Linked DNA regions of Hordeum vulgare: region 2 is linked to region 1. A link is a contact called in public Hi-C data. All regions are on one chromosome and are shown on one strand. Each heading gives the region's core, a stretch centred on a gene start, on an enhancer-like site or on the middle of the called end of the contact. The rest is flanking DNA. Distances are from core to core; before and after follow the strand shown.

Region 1 (5,428 bases), core at 2,106-4,605:
CAGCATGTCATAATCGTACACAACACTTGAGAGAACATTTTCAATACCTTCCCTGTCTCGCTAAGATAGCGGCGACATACTGTTCTATAACCTGAATGGCGTGGATCTCAAGTACCCAACAAGAGATCTGGACAGGTATTTAAAACAAAAGGAACATAGGAATATCTAGCTACATAACCTGCATAAGGCATCAGACAGAAAACTGCAAACCAGGAAATTTGCTGCCTAGAACTTGTGGTTTTCACCCAGTTATTCTGCCCACTAAAAGAACTATGAATACATCCAACTAGGTCATCAAGAAGGCATGAGACTCTTTTTTCCCATTTACATGGAGGGTGAGAATTTAAATAATCTTCAGAAATTCACATGTTCGCTTTCCTCTCCCACCGTTCTTTAACATCAAGCCTGAAAATACGACAAAAGGGTGTTAAGAACGAGAGTCAACCGTTTCATCTCACAAATAAAGCGATGACAAGCTGGCATGTTAGCATTTGCGAGAGGTGGCCATAAGAAATTTCACACCTTGCTGCCTTACCATAGCTCCATCAGAACCATGGTAAAAAAAACGTCTTATGAATCAGATTTCCTTTGTTTTCTCACAAGAGGCTATCTCATGTCCATCTGATTAAGTTGACCATAAGAATCTCAAAATGGATAGCCTATTAGTAATTTGCAGTTTAAACCATTATTACCTACTTTGTTCACAGCAAGTCAAATGATGTCTTCTTTGTCAGATTCAGTTGTACAATGTACATGAACTTCTTGAATGATGAAGTGTGATATTTAAGCAATCTCATGTTAATAAAGTTTTCCAATGAACTTGAACTGTCCGAATAGCAACTAAGTAGAGAGTAACACGAGACTGTATGAGATAGTTGAAATTTGAAAACATAAGCTGCTACATAGTATGATACAGTACAGTGATGAAATAGTACCCCCAATGCAACTTCCTTTTGTTCCTCAATGGCAGGGATGGTGCAAGATTCTGCAAATATATGGGAATAAATCATCAAGCTATTTTTATGAAAATAATATTTGTGAGTTCTGTTAATTAATTAATGGCCTTGAAGATATGATGACATGACATCAAATCAACGATCTTTAATATATGAAGTCTAATAAATGCCTTAAAGATGTAAATGTATCTACTATTACAATCAAGCAACAAAAAAGTCAACTCAATCTGGTATCACAGTAAACGAAGGGACACATCAACTTTTGATCCTGTCGAATTGATGTACATCTGACAGACAGAGACATAAAAGGGATTATAATCGCAATTATATTGCATTTTTAACCTATTTGGTAAACACCATGTAAGAAACAGACAGATGCCAACACCAAACAGTACTTCTAGATAAAACCAATAAGAATCTGGATCATTAAATTTTAGTTAATTTTCTGGCAAGATCAGCCTATGGTACCTATTAACAAAAATAAGAAAAACAGTATATATTTTGCTGCAACAGCTGCAAAAATCAAGGTATAGCAGTTTGTCCCATTACCTGAGAAAATTTCAATACCTAAAGACCAATTGAAATATGTTACCGGGACCGAGAAATAAAAATTCTGTAGAAAATAGCTTCACTTCTATAGATAACCCTTTTCCCATAACTAATTTGCTGTGCTACAGTTAGAGGCCCAAGCAAAAGCAACGATCTTCACGAAGTTAGATGAAAATAAGATAGTAACCAAGCACTTTCAATAAGTAAAACCAGACATACCGCTTGGGCTCCTGTAGTCGATGTTGTATGCTGTACATCTATTGCGGCACTATCAATTGATTTATCCTTATTGCTAAATTGAGAATCATTCGCTACATTTGTATTCGTCCCAGCTCTTCCTACAAATAAAGATCTCTTGCTAAAAAAAACTGAACACAAGGTAATCACAGATACAAATGAGAGATACCTTTAGGTTTTCCTTTGGATTTTGTTTTTTCCTTTAGTTGTAGCCGTTTCTTGTGTAATTCCTGTAACATGAAAGATCAAACAATTTAGTTGGTATTTCTCGGAACAAAAACAAAACTATGGAGTTGGTAACTTCCGAAAAAAGGATAGAAACACTCTGAACAAACTTTTGGAAATTTGCCATTTTATTCAGGGTTGAGATTCTTAAGGATGGGAAATTCTGCTTTTCAACTGAAACTTCTCAAATGAAATTGTCAAAACCAGCATCTCGTTAACAATCTATGTAATGTGTATGACACAAGAAAACAAATAAACCCAAACAAAAACATCACATCCAGTTTAGAACGATAACTTTTCTATACTCCAACCCAAACTCTAGCAACAATAGGTTTCAAATAGGCATCTCACAGAAGTGCAAGTACAGTATGCAGGATTCCTAACTAAAGCATAACACTGTGTCCTCTATGTTTTGACCTGAAATTTTGCAAGTTTTTCTTTTCTTTAACTGCAACAATTGCTAAACACAAAAACTACACCCTTCACAATATCTGGGTGATTTATTGTCTTGCCAATGTCGATGCCAAACAGTCAATGGCTCAGCTAAAAACCTCTGGAAAACAACTGGATTTTGGATGCCTGTTCTGTTCCTCTATTGGAACACTGCTGTGGCTGGTCGTGTGGTGAAAAAAAGGAGAACACTCCAACTATCAGAATTCAGAAGCTGAACATATGTCTACGCAGCAACGTTTCTACACTTCATAAGAACAATTTTATACTGGAAACAAATCAAATTATTTCTAACAATTTTGTATAAAAAAATCTGGATAAATTGGTTCTTGGCGATGATGAGGGCAGCATAAGAAAACACAACACGTCACCCGTAGAAAAAATACTACAATTCTATATGACATTAACATTAAAGCCTACAGCTTGAACATTTCCAGCTATTGAGGAGTAGGGAGGGAGGGACCATTTTTGCCCTGCCCTAGTGTGCTGTGCTCTTCCAAAATACAATAATATGCTTCTATAACGGTTAGAAAGAAACATCCACCTGTTGGGATCATGAGCCTCACAAGAATACAAGGTTCGCACTGAACATTCGAGAAATCCAAGTAAGAGAAGAAAACCTTGAACTTGTCGAGCTGATCTTGGGACAGCTTGGAGGGCTTGAATTCCGGATCGAGGAGCCTACTGGATGCGAGCGCATCCTCCTTTCCCCTCGCCTCGTCGTCTCCATCAGCATCTCCTCCGCCCCCGCCTCCGCCTCCGCACCCCATCTCTTGCTTTGCCTTTTTTCTTTCTTCCGTCTTCCCTGCCTGTTTCCTTTCGTTTTGAGAGAGAGAGAGAAAGAGGAGGAGGAGGAGGAGGAGAAACAGATAGGCTGGCCCTAATCTTGGCCCAAGGAGTATGGTCGGGTGATCTTGGCCCAAAAGGTTCGTCGATTTGAGTACGAACACACTGAAAACAAGGGGAGCTTCTAATTGGTGCTGCACGGAAAATCCTATACGACGCACGCTGCGTCAAGTTATTTTTAAGCTTAAGTTTTTTTAAGAGGTAAAACAACTTTATTCATCATAAACCAGAAAGTGGGATATAAATTGGGTCATGAGACATCCTCAACCAAGTGTGGCGCCCCGGTCCTCTACGCACACAGAACTTACCTAAATGGTGTGCTCCATATTGGCTGCACGTCCTTCAAACAAAAAAGTACAATGAAAATGACCTACTCTAGACTTAATCTCCTTGATCACTGCTCCATTATTTCCCATGCTTCCATTGTTGATATCCATGATCGCCTGTTTTGAGTCAGATGCAATAACCACTCGTTGCAAATTAAGATCTGCTGCAAGCGCGAGGGCTTCTCTACATGTGATGGTCTCTAGGATGAGTGGGTCTTGGAGTTCAGCAATCACCGGTGTCGAACTACCCATATAGTTGCCATGATCATCGCGGCAAACTGCAGCCGCCGATCCCGCTCTGCCTACGCGAATGCCTACATCCACGTGGATTTTCACGTACCCCGTCGGTGGAGCTTTCTAACGCGTTGTGTGAACTTCCACAGGGCCTCTCGAGACTCCTGTTGGGCGCGGGATCCTCAATGCCTCAAGCTCCTGGATGAAGTTTCTTACGAAGGATTGGGTAGCTTGGGGTGACTGGAAGATGTGCTCGTGAATCGCCTTACGACGGGCTATCCATATCGCCCAAAGGGTAACAACAAGGAGAATGAACAGATCGTGTGGAAGCAGATCAATTAGTGCAAAGAGCCATTGCTTGGCATTGGGTTCGGTATTTGCAATCAGACTCCGAGCTAAATCTTCGTCAACCAAGGCCCAGGTGCATCTAGATGAGGTTCAGTTAACCAGGGAATGTTTCCAGGAATCGAGCGCTCTACACATACCACATAAGGGGCTGTCAATCATGTGTCTATGAGCCCTGACATCTTCAGTTGGGATTGATTGCTTGGCCAGTCTCCATAGAAACATTCTGACTTTCCCCGGGACTCTAACCTTCCACAGGTTCTTTCATGGCGCCTCCTCCACCACCACAGATGACGGTCCAGCTGCACCCTCCAGCCATGCCTCGCGACGCTGTCGGGTGGCCACCAACATGCGATAGGCCGATTTGACAGAAAAGGTTCCATTGCGTTCAAATTTCCAACTCCAGAAATCCTCATCGTTACTTGTACAGATTGGGATGCTCATTATCGCATGTACATCCATGGGCATAAAAACTTGCCTAATCATCGGCTCATTCCATGAGGCATTTGTATGATCCATAAGCTCCGCCACAAAAGCAGGTGGGTCCTTGATAAAGCACTCATAGGGCCGCATCATCTCAGATCTCGGGATCCAAGTATCCTCCCAGATCAAAGTATTATGCCCATTCCCTATCCTCCATATCAAGCCGGGCCTTAGGGTGTCACGTCCTTCTATGATCGCCCTCCAAATCTGGCTAGGATGTCCACCGAGAGTAGCCTGTAAGATTGTGGTGCCTGGGAAATAAACACTTTTAAGTATCCTAGCACAAAGAGTGTATGGGTGTTCGAGCAGCCTCCACGCCTGTCATGCTAGCATTGCCATGTTGAAAAGTTCAAAGTCTTTAAACCCTAGTCCTCCCATGCCTTTCGGTTGGGTCATAGCCTGCCACGAAACCCAATGTGGTTTTCGTTTGCCATCTTTTGAGCCCCATCAAAACTTTCGAATGAGCGTATTCATGTCTTTGCATAAACCCCTCGAAAGCTTGAAACATGACATAGAAAACATCGGAACAACCTGTGCTACGACCTTGATCAGAACCTCTTTGCTTGTTGTTGACATGGTGTTTTCTGTCCATCCTTAGACTTTTCTCCACAATCGATCCTTCAAGTATTTAAAAGACCCATTCTTCGAGCTCTCCACATCTGAAGGCATACCCACGTACTTCTCGTTTAGGGTTTCGCTGGGTACATTGAGCAAGGACTTAATGTCCGTTCGAGTACTCTCGGCCACCCCTTTGCTGAAGTATATCTGAAGGTTTTG
Region 2 (5,428 bases), core at 1,839-4,338, 240 kb after region 1:
TCAGCTTATGAATTTTGGTGGCCTTGCCACAAATGCTATTATGAATGGTGGCTTTGCCATAAATACGATGCCAGCTCTATATGATCATGCAAAGCAATACTATGATGAACGAACAATTCATGAGAAGTGACGATGAAATTTGCATGGCAGTATATCTCAGAATGGCTATGGAAATGGCATAATAGGTAGGTATGGTGACTGTTTTTAGGAGGATATAATAAGGATTATGTTCAACATAGTGTATCATGTCACGGGGTTTGGATGCACAGGCGGAAGTTGCACCAATCCTTGAGGTGAGAATAGGCTATGCGCGGTACTAGAGAGGCTAGCAAGTAGGAGGAGGTGAGATTGCATATGTCCATTGTGTCACATTAGTCACAAAGAACTCATATACTTATTGCAAAGTTTTATTAGTCTTATCACAAATCAAAGTACTACTCGCATGCCCCGAGGGAGAGGGTTGGTAGGAATTAACCATCGCGTGACTCCGACTCGAAACAACACTAGGTTTTCAACGAGGAATAGAAATGCTCCCACATCATCATCATGCCCTTTTCATTTTTCAGATGTTCAAGAAGTTTTAACATATCTTAATATCAAAACCTCTCTGAATTAATAGTTATGCACTGACACCTTTTCATATCACCACATCAATATCATTAACCATAATTTCTCTATATGTGCTACATGATGGTTTTAATTATCACTTATTGAACACTCATTATTTTTGATCTAGTCTTATGACCCATGCAAGTTACCGTCACTATTTTTCCAGATATCAAACAAATATAAGTGAAGAACGAGAGCGTATTATTTCTATAAAATCTACACGCCGTCGTGCTCAAAAAGATATAAGTGAAGTACTAGAGCAACTGCTAAGCTCAAAAGGTATAAGTGAATCACATAGAGTAATATAACAAATCATGATGATGGTCTCTCTCTCTCAAATAGGTGCGTCCATAAAACAATGATTGTGGAAGAACAAAGAAGAACACCAAAAACTCCAAGAACAAGATTCAAGGGGTTCCCCTCACTTAGTGGAGAAAGTGATTGGTGGAAATGTGGATCTAGATCTCCTCTCTCTTTTCCCTCAAAAAGGAGCAAGAATCATTACAGGGATTGAGAGTTAGCAAGCTCGAAGAAGGTCAAGAATGAGGAAAGTCAACGGATAAGAACCATTGGGAAAGAAGACCCTCTTTATATAGTGGAGGAAAAAATCCAACCGTTACCCTCATTTACAACCCGAGCAAAGCGATACTATCACTGCTAGGAGCGGTACTACCGCTGCCCGGTGCGGTACTACCGCACGCATGGTAGTGGCAGAGGGAGGAACTACTGCACGAGGCAACGAGCGGTAGAACCGCCGGAGCGGCACTACCGCACGCCCTTACGGTACTACCGCAGGGTAGTATCCAACTGCCACAGGAGGTACACGGAAGTAAAAAATTATGCTCAGGCTACGACTGTGTAAAAATCCGACACGGTAGTACCGGACATGGTTGCGGTACTACCGTCTGAGAACGGTGGTAAAAAACTACGCCCGCTCTTTACATAGCGAAAGTACCGACCAAGCTTGTTGGATTCAGGACGACAAGAGTTATCCAAACAGCGAGGAAATCTTAAGAACATACAGTTATGAAAAATGTCAATGATATAGAGATGTTTTTGTTGTTGTTGCAAAATCGCCTCCGACGTCTACATTAATATACGCAGTAGGTCATCTAGTTCCACATAATACGCCAAATTAGCCCCCTCAACCCGATTTAATTTATGTGTTAAAACCCCAGTTTAATTTTCATTTAGCCTCCTCTTAACCTTAAATAAATCTCGTTGAAGCTCGGGCGATGTGTTGGATACGTGATTTTTGCCGGGAGAATCCCCAGTCAATTGCGAGAGCTTTGTTTTTGTTGTTGTCGGAAAACCGCCTCCGATATCTGCAGTATTATACGCAGCAGGTCATCTAGTTCCACATAATACACCAAATTAGCCCCCTGAAGCCGGTTTAATTTATGTGTTAAAAACCCGGTTTAATTTTCATTTAGCCTCCTCTTAATCTTAAATAAATCTCGTTGAAGCTCGGCAGCCGTGTTGGATACGTGGTTTTTGCCGGGTGAATCGGGCGTAGGTAGCGCGGCAGATGGGTGACGAGTCCCAGCCAAACTCGTTGGTCAACCTCCTCGTGACCTGGTCTCCCATGCCCATCACGCCCCGCCGCGATATGATGCCGCATCTCCTGTTTCCTTGCCCTGCCTTCATCATCATGGATCAATTCAAAAGCGAACAACGGGGGATACGGACGGAGAGACCGATTCCTATCCAACCCGCAGCAGCAGGAGAAAGAACGATTGATGATGATTCGGTTCAAAAGAAAGAAAAGATTGATGATGATTGTTGCCGGAGGCAGCTGGTTGGGCGCGCTTTGGGCTCACCCGTCGGCGCATCGTATGTGCTTGACCTTGCGTGGGTGGCTTCGTGTGGGACAACTTCCCGGATGATTATGGACTGCTGGTGCCCATGGTTTGTTGATTTCGCCAAGTTTGTGTATGCGTAGGTTTATTTACATTTGCTCGAGCCGTCCCAATTAAGTGTAGGATACACTCCAAGCTCGAGCACATGCCCCGCACTGACGATGAAGCGCAGCGAGAGAGGGAAAGATAGACGAGTTCTTTACAAAAGGAGCCATACAGCTTGTCATGTACTGGTATGTTGCAGTCGTCATTCCTTTACACCCCCCTATCCCAAAGACAAACCTTTTCTTTTATCGGGAAACGAAAAAGGGTACCAGCCTTGCCATGTTCTCTCCCTTCAACGTAGCTGGACTCCTAGTTCTCTTCGTCCAGCCACCCCTAGTTCTCTAATCCATTTTGATTAGTACCAGTAAAAAAATACAGTTAAAGAGAAAGCAGGGAGAAATGTTTCACTAGTTGGCCACCCACCGTAGAGTCATAGAGACCATAGGCTACCACGACGACCACAGAATTGGCGGGCACGGCCTCAGCCGATCCGCCACATTCCGGTCCGGGTGAGTCCAACCGCTTCGCTCCTTCCGCTAAAATCTAAAGAAACCCCGAGCTAAATCCAGCGCTAGGATTAAACGCGCTCGCCAGGAAAAAAGCTCGCTCCAGCGAGTGAGTGAGCTCCCACCTCCCTCCCCCCTCCTCTCTGCTCCCACCACCACCACCACCACCAAACCCTCCGATCCAAACCCTCCTCCACCTCGCATGCCGCCGCGCGCCCCGAGGCGGCGGCGTAGCTGACCACACCGCGCCTCCCGGAGCCCGCCGACGTCATGGGCGGGGTGACGTCCACCATCGCCGCGCGCTTCGCCTTCTTCCCGCCCACGCCGCCCTCCTACACGGTCGTCGCCGACGCGGCCACCGGCCGCCTCCTCATCCCCGAGATCTCTCGCCCCCCCGCGCGCCGCCGGAGGCGGGACGGCGGCGGGGACTCCTCCTCCGCCGCCGCCGCCGAGGAGGAGGACGCCACGGAGGTGGTGCGCCTCCGCACGCGCCGCGGGAACGAGATCGTCGCCGTCTACGTGCGCCACGCGCGGGCCTCCGCCACGCTGCTCTACTCCCACGGCAACGCTGCCGACCTCGGCCAGATGTACGGCCTCTTCGTCGAGCTCAGCCGCCGCCTCCGCGTCAACATTTTCGGGTAATGCGCCCCTTCCCCCCCGCATCACTCCGCTTCATTCTTGCGGCTGCTACTTCTAAACCGGAGTTGCTCGCTAGTGAGAAGGTTTCCATTGGGGGAAACTTCCGGGAGACGTTTGGGAAAGGTGCGTACTGGAGTAGTAAATAGATATTTGGTGTGCATTTATTATTAGTACTATTAGATTCGGCGTGCCTATTTCTGATTGGTTGCTGCAATCTTGCAAAAAAGGGGGTTTCTCTATTTTGTTCGGGGTAAATTCTCAATGAATCACCTTATATTTAGGTAGTACTTCACTGCTGCAGATCCTCTTATCTAGGCTCAAATTTTTGAATTGCACAGGAAAAACAACTTAGTTTTTTGCGGGAAAAAGAACCTAGTTGCTAGTATTAACTGCGGATGAAATTCAGCTGTATTTGCTGGTAGCAAGATACCACGTTTCCGGTTCCAGTTACTGTTTAGCACTATGTAATCTGTCCAACCATGAAAATTATCTTTGTATTGCTGTCCAAAATTGCGACACCCTCAACGTATTTTCGGTTCTTGTTTTTGGTGTTAAGGGACACACCGTATCCGTCCGTTAGTTTAGAAAACATCGACCTTATTTCTAGGATTGGATGGATTTCAGAATACATGAGCGGTTTCCTTGTAGGCATGCTGTATGTGCTACAGCAGGAATTTTGTAACTTAAGTTTAATAGTTCCAGGCTATCTCTTGTTAGTTATACCGTTATACGGTAAGAATGGAGCTGAAGTACTGTACCCGACATTGTGGGTGTGCCAAAGAAATAAGATAATGTATTTTGTGGAGGTAGCTTGGATCTGACACAAGAAGCCTTTTGAATGATGAGGAGATGGTATGTTGTATTTCGAGGCATAATTAGTGGGTCTGTCTAGTGGATCACCAATGTACCTAATGATTGGAATTACGCAGACGTATGTGCATCAATTATGGATCCCAAGACCCCCTCCCCCACCCCAAATACGCGCGCGCACACACATGACATATTATAGTTTTCCCTTTATGCTCGTGCTTGATTTTTGTTCAAAGTTAGTACCCTACACAAGAATATGTTTCCCTCCTGATATCCATCTTAATAGACCCCATATGTATGTGTTGCAGGTATGATTATGCTGGTTATGGGAGGTCTACAGGGAAGGTATATTTGTGTTTGCTCTTTGCTGCTTCATCTTTTAACTTACGTAGCAATGCTAATCTTCTATGCAAGCATATCTTAATGGACAATTTATTCTTCCATTGAACAGCCCACTGAGTATAATACATATGCAGACATTGAAGCAGCATATAACTGCCTCAAGGAAAAATATGGTGTGCCAGATGAAGATATAATTTTGTATGGCCAGTCTGTTGGAAGTGGTCCAACCATAGATCTTGCTTCACGGTTGCCAAACTTGCGAGCTGTGGTTCTGCACAGTCCCATTTTATCCGGACTGAGAGTGCTATATCCAGTCAAAAAATCTTTTTGGTTTGACATTTACAAGGTAAATTCGATTTACCCCCTCCTCCCCAGAGTTGTGGTTGATCAATGGCTGATATATTTTCATCCACTTTGTAGAATGTCGACAAGATCAGCTTGGTAAATTGCCCGGTTCTTGTCATTCATGTAAGTTCTACTTTACCCTGCCCTCTTCTTTTTCAATACTGTCTGTCTCTTGCATTGCCTCTCTTGTGGGATAATTGGACTTGTAATACCACTACATTGAGAAGCTAAAGATAAATGATTCATTTGTAAATGCTCACTAAGCCAAGTATG

Evidence for each region. A called contact is a pair of places that touch in the nucleus more often than the background predicts.
Region 2: a Hi-C map of seedling shows a contact between it and region 1, with 4 times the contacts expected there. The contact joins the promoter of LOC123444151 here to the promoter of LOC123444149 in region 1. A contact is called at or near these places in 3 of 6 Hi-C or Micro-C datasets (leaf and seedling) and 1 of 1 datasets of contacts at active chromatin or transcription factors (embryo).

The regions. Positions count from the first base shown.
Region 1 is chr3H:441,751,435-441,756,862 of MorexV3_pseudomolecules_assembly, forward strand. It overlaps LOC123444149, which reads right to left and starts at 3,356. Exons shown (of 5, transcript XM_045120773.1): 1 at 3,038-3,356; 2 at 1,912-1,972; 3 at 1,725-1,843; 4 at 936-985; 5 at 1-405. The coding sequence starts at 3,187. The coding sequence ends at 363.
Region 2 is chr3H:441,995,906-442,001,333 of MorexV3_pseudomolecules_assembly, forward strand. LOC123444151 (alpha/beta hydrolase domain-containing protein 17B) reads left to right here and starts at 3,089. Exons shown (of 5, transcript XM_045120779.1): 1 at 3,089-3,657; 2 at 4,777-4,813; 3 at 4,920-5,156; 4 at 5,231-5,278. The coding sequence starts at 3,290.